2 separate regions of the Sus scrofa genome follow, and region 1 is linked to region 2. A link is a contact called in public Hi-C data. All regions are on one chromosome and are shown on one strand. The core of a region is the stretch at or near the end of the contact, and the rest is flanking DNA. Distances in the headings are between cores, read along the strand shown. Region 1 has its middle 20 kb from the start of UBE2K. Region 2 overlaps SMIM14 (small integral membrane protein 14).

Region 1 (2,700 bases), core at 101-2,600, 76 kb after region 2:
GTTAAGGATCTGGCGTTGCTGCAAGCTCCAGCGTGGGTCATAGATATGGCTCGGATCTGGTGTTGCCCTGGCTGTGGCGTAGGCCTTACCCGTAGTTCTAACTTGACCCTTAGCCATAAAAAGAAAAAAAAAGAAAGAAAAATAAACTCCTTTGCTTCTCCTATGGCTACAGAGAAGCTTTTACCACCCTAGTTCCGCAAATAGCTGCCTCTCTAACAACTCCTCACCTTTTTTTTTCTGGTTCCCATCACTCAGCATTAAAAAAAATTTTTTTTTGGTCTTTTTTTTTTTTAGGGCTGCACCAATGGCCTGTGGAGGTTTCCAGGCTGGGGGCTGAAGAGCTGTAGCCGATGATTGCGCCACATGCACAGCAACGTCAGATCCAAACATCGCCTGTGACCTACACCACAGCTCGTGGAAATACTGGATCCTTAACCCACTGAGCAAGGCCAAGGATCAAACCTCCGTCCTCATGGATACTAGTCAGATTGGTTTCCACTGAGCCACAATGGGAACTCCTGATCCTTTAATGTAATTGCTTCTCGATGTTTTTTTTTGTTCTTCTCATTCGACACTGTCACCCTAAATGTGGGTCTTCAAATTAACGTCAATGCCAATGACTCCCAAAGCTGTATCACTTTGTCCTCTGGAATCACCTTTCCAGTGGCCTGCTGGATTCATTCCAATGGACTTTATCTCCTTTACATTGATTATGCCCTGGTTTTCAGTGGTAGGTTTTTGGATTTTGTTTTGTTTTGGTTTTCATTTTTTTGGCCGTGTCCATGGCATGCGGAAGCTCCTGGGTCAGGGGTACAACCCACGATACAGAAGTAACCAGAGCCACAGCAGCAACAATGCTGGATCCTTAACCCACTGAGCCACCAGGGAACTTTACTTGTAAAATATTTGATTCAGACAAATCTGTAATTTACAATTCCTGTTTCTTTTTCTACATTGATTTCAAAAATAGACTAATAGAAGAGTTCCCAAACATGTGGAGCAGTGAGTTAAGAATTCGACTGTAGTGGCTCGGGTTGTTGTGAAAGTGTGCATTCTACCCTGGCCTGGCACAGGAGGGGTTAAAGGATCTGGTGGTGCCGCCACCTGCAATGTAGGTTGCACCTGCAGCTCAGATTCAATCCCTGGCCCAGGAACTTCCATATGCCACAGGTGTGGCCATTAAAAAAAAAAAAAAGAAAAGAAAAGAAAAAGAAAGAAAGAAAGACTAGCAGAAGCCAACTTCAAGATTCTCCTTTATTTTTCTATTTTTTGGCCAGGCCAAGGCATGTAGAAATTCCCCAGGCCAGGAATGTAACCCATACCACAGAAGTGAGCCAAGCCACTAAAGTGACAATGCTGGATCCTTAACTGTTGCGCCACAAGAGAACTCCCAAGATCCCTCTTTAAACCTAGATCATATCCTGAGCATCCAGACAGCTCTGTGCTGTCTCCTGGATTCCTTTAACTGTCAAGAATTAAAAGGTGAAGAAGAAGAGTTCCTGTCGTGGCACAGTGGTTAACAACCCTGACTGGTATACATTAGAACGCCGGTTCAATCCCTAGCCTCGATCGGTGGGTTAAGGTTATCAAAAAATTTAAAAAAAAATTGCATTTCCACAGTAATTCCTTGGGTGAGAAGATTGCACACCTAGTAGAGATCCATTGATTAATTATAAATTAACATTTTTGGGTATAACATGACAAAGAGCTATGACATGGAAAATAACTCCCATATATTACGCTGGATAAAAGAAACTTGCTTTGAAACAAATCCATGGACTTGGAGAAGAGATTTGTTCTAAGGCGGAGGGGGAGGGAATGGGATGGACTGAGAGTTTGGGGCAAGTAGATGCAAACTATTGCATTTGGAGCAGATAAGCAATGAGATCCTGCTGCATAGCACAGGGAAGTATATCCAACCATGTGTGATGGAACATGATGGAATAGGAGAAAAAGAAAGTGTGTGTGTACATATGTATATACTTTGCTGTACAGCAGAAATTGACAGAACATTGTAAATCTAGTATAATAAAATTTTTTTAAAAAGGATAATAAAGGAATCCTATGAGCACAAAGAAAAAAAAAGAAACTTGCTTTGACCTCATTTTCTTCTCATTATCTTTCTTCTCCTTTATCACCTTTTGAAGGCTTTTTTGTTTGCCTTCTTTTTACTGGATTTATTTTTATTTTTGTTTTGTCCCTTATATCAATAGTCCTCCTCTTCCCTTTTCTTTACCCTGCTTAGTACATCATAGAAATGTATAATTTGAAGTTTCGCATACTGCACTTTTTTGTTTTTTAATGGGAATTGGGCAAGAGGAGGAATTTAAGATAGGAGAAAAAAAAAAAAATCTGTGGTATAGTCATTTTCTGCCTCAGTAGAGAAATAGTGCCTTCTAGTGTTTGCAATAACAATTTGTACATGCACCATTTCAATTCATCTGAAAAGTAAAAGTAATTTTATAATTTTCCTACCATTTGTAATAATTACATAAATGGAATTATTATCCCTATTTTAGAGATTTAAAAGCCAGAATCATAAAACATTTATTTAATGTTGAGATGATGATAGCACTTAGACCAAACATATGAAAGAATTAGAAAATTGTATTCCATTTAAAGCCCATCCAGCTGCCATCAGTCACCAACTAGTTAGGAGACAGATAATAAAAATATGATTCATGATATTGCCAAGCCCAC
Region 2 (2,700 bases), core at 8-2,507:
ATTTTTTTTTTTTGTCTTTTTAGGGCTGCACCCATGGCATATGGAGGTTCCCAGGCTAGGGGTCTAATCAGAGCTGTTGCCGCCAGCCTGCACTACAGCCACAGCAACATAGGATCCTTAACCCACTGAGCAAGGGGATCAAACCCGCATCTTCATGGATACTCGTGGGATTCGTTTCCGCTGAGGTGCAACAGGAACCCGAATATTTTGCTTATTTACCAAATACTTTCTCCCTGTCCAATAAATTTAATTATGCTTTAACTGGCTTGAATTAAAAAAAAAAAAGACAAGAGATAAGTGTTGGCAAGGATGTGGAGAGGAGGGAATCTTTGAGCAGTGTTGGGAGAAATGTAAATTGGTGTAGTCACTTAAGCAAACAACACGGAGGTTCCTCAAAAAATTACAAATAGAGCTGTTGTATGATCCAGCAATTTCACTTCTAGGTACTTACCTGAAAGCAAAAACACTAATTTGAGAAGATACATATTCAGTACAGCATTATTTTCAACAGCCAAGATACAGAAATAACCTAAATGTCTGCTGATGGATAAATGGATAAAGATAGTGTGTGTGTGTGTGTGTGTGTGTGTGTGTGTGTAGCTGCATGTGTGTATACACATACAATGGAATTATTATTCAGCTTTTAAAAAGAAAAAAAAATTGCCTTTTGCAACAACCTGGATAGACTTTGAGGGAATTATGCTAAGAGAAACAAATATGATCTCATTCATATGTGGAATTTAAAACAACAACAGATCAAGCTCAAAGATACAGAGAACAGACTGGTGGTTGCTAGGGGCAGGGAGTTGGGGAATAAGCGAAAAGGTTGAAGGTCAAACGTATAAACTTCTAGTTATTAAAGTCGTGAGGACATAATGTACAGCACAGTGACTACAGTTAATACCATATTGCATATTTGAAAGTTGCTGAGAGTAGATCTTAAAAGGTCTCATCACTAGAAAAAAATTTTAACTGTATGGTGACAAGTGTTACCTAGACTTATTATGGTGATCATTTCCCAATATATATATAAATTGTACACCTGAAATTAATGTTATTTGTCAATTATATCTCAATTTTTTAAAAAGGTGGTCTACTGCCCCTCCTCTTGAAGCTGAGCAAGGCTTAGTAATGCTTCCACCAAAATACAGCAGAAATGTTGCAAGCGACTTCTTAGCCAAGTCATAAACAGTATCCAGCTGCTATCTGGTTCTGTCCCTCACTCATCCTCTCTTGGGATGGATCCTCGCCCTTGGAACCAAGCCACTGTGCTCTGAGGAAGCGAAGCAGCCACATGAAAGGCCATATGAAGGTGTTCGAGCTGAGAGTGCTGGGTGGGGTTTCAACCACCAGCCAGCATCAACTGCGAGAGTGAGAGAGCAGGCCTCCAGATGCTTTCTGCTCCCAGCCTCTCAGTCTTCCAGCTAACAACTCAGACGTTATACAGTAGACAAGTCATCTCCACTGTGCTCTGTATAAACTCCAGACACACAGTTCTTTCAACTTAATTAAAAAGTTGTTTTATGCCACCAAATTTTGTGGGTAATTTATTATACAGCCATAATAATAGGAATATAAAAGAAACTGTGAATAGCTTATAATCAGTAAAGTGGCAATGAGAGGCTGGGGAACATAGGGAGATATTTACTTTTCCCTTTCTACCTTAGCACTGCTTGGATTTTGTGCAATGAGGACAGGCAACAGTTACTTTATCTTTTCTATAAAACACAACCTCACTTTGGTGAAAATAAAGGAAAACCAGAAAGCCAGAAGGGGGAGCTCTTACACAATACCACTCGATGTCAATTAACAGACCTAAGAGAAGCACCATCAATTACAGGCTCCAACAGGAAAAAATGTGCACTGCATCTCCTGCAAGAACTTGACTACCCCAGCAATTCAGCCAATGAGAAAACATTATCACCCTGAACTCTCTTTTCTCCAATTGGCTTTTGTTCAAAACAACCCCTCTAGCTTCCTCCTTTTTCTTTGTTTGTTGGTCTTGCCTACGGTTTTGTTTTTGTTTTTTTTTTTTTTTGTCTTTTTGCTATTTCTTGGGCCGCTCCCGCGGCATATGGAGGTTCCCAGGCTAGGGGTCAAGTCGGAGCTGTAGCCACCAGCCTACGCCAGAGCCACAGCAACGCGGGATCCGAGCCGCATCTGCAACCTACACCACAGCTCACAGCAACGCCGGATCGTTAACCCACTGAGCAAGGGCAGGGACCAAACCCGCAACCTCATGGTTCCTAGTCAGATTCGTTAACCACTGCGCCACGACGGGAACTCCATTGCCTACGGTTTTTGCTGTGGCTTGCTTGTCCTGAACTACAATTCTTTGTTATTCCCAAATAAATCCATTTTTACTGGTAAAATCAGTGACTCTCTTACTTTCAAGGTCAACAGTTCCTAGCTGGTAAAATCAATTGTATCAGTAATCACACAAGGACTATCTACTCTTCTAGTGCCTAGATGTTATTGATAAAAAGTATTAAGACTTGAAAGAAGGACATTGACTAAAATGTCCTTTATTGACTAAAATAAAAAACCAAAAGTTAACCATATGACCAAAATGGCTTTGGAGCAACACAGAAAATACTATTATTAAACTGGGGCAAAAAACATATAACATAGTATCTAAATGTTTGTTAGAAGGATCTGGGAAGGTGCATACCAAATTCATTGAGGGAAGCAGAAATACGG

What was found. A called contact is a pair of places that touch in the nucleus more often than the background predicts.
Region 1: a contact with region 2 is called in a Hi-C map of subcutaneous adipose tissue, with 3 times the contacts expected there. The contact joins two enhancer-like sites. A contact is called at or near these places in 1 of 5 promoter capture datasets (liver), 18 of 47 Hi-C or Micro-C datasets (alveolar macrophages, blood, embryonic fibroblasts and 7 more) and 1 of 2 datasets of contacts at active chromatin or transcription factors (skeletal muscle).

What each region holds. Positions count from the first base shown.
Region 1 is chr8:30,866,266-30,868,965 of Sscrofa11.1, forward strand. No RefSeq gene overlaps it. Among named protein-coding and RNA genes, the nearest start is that of UBE2K, 20 kb to the right of the region's middle. Within about 2 kb of position 1,351, at least 4 of the 83 cell types and tissues checked have an H3K27ac peak or open chromatin away from gene starts, as enhancers often do. A contact at or near this core is called in subcutaneous adipose tissue, where this site is marked.
Region 2 is chr8:30,790,859-30,793,558 of Sscrofa11.1, forward strand. The region is part of intron 2 of SMIM14 (small integral membrane protein 14); the gene reads right to left. Among named protein-coding and RNA genes, the nearest start is that of UGDH, 33 kb to the left of the region's middle. Within about 2 kb of position 1,258, at least 13 of the 83 cell types and tissues checked have an H3K27ac peak or open chromatin away from gene starts, as enhancers often do. A contact at or near this core is called in subcutaneous adipose tissue, where this site is marked.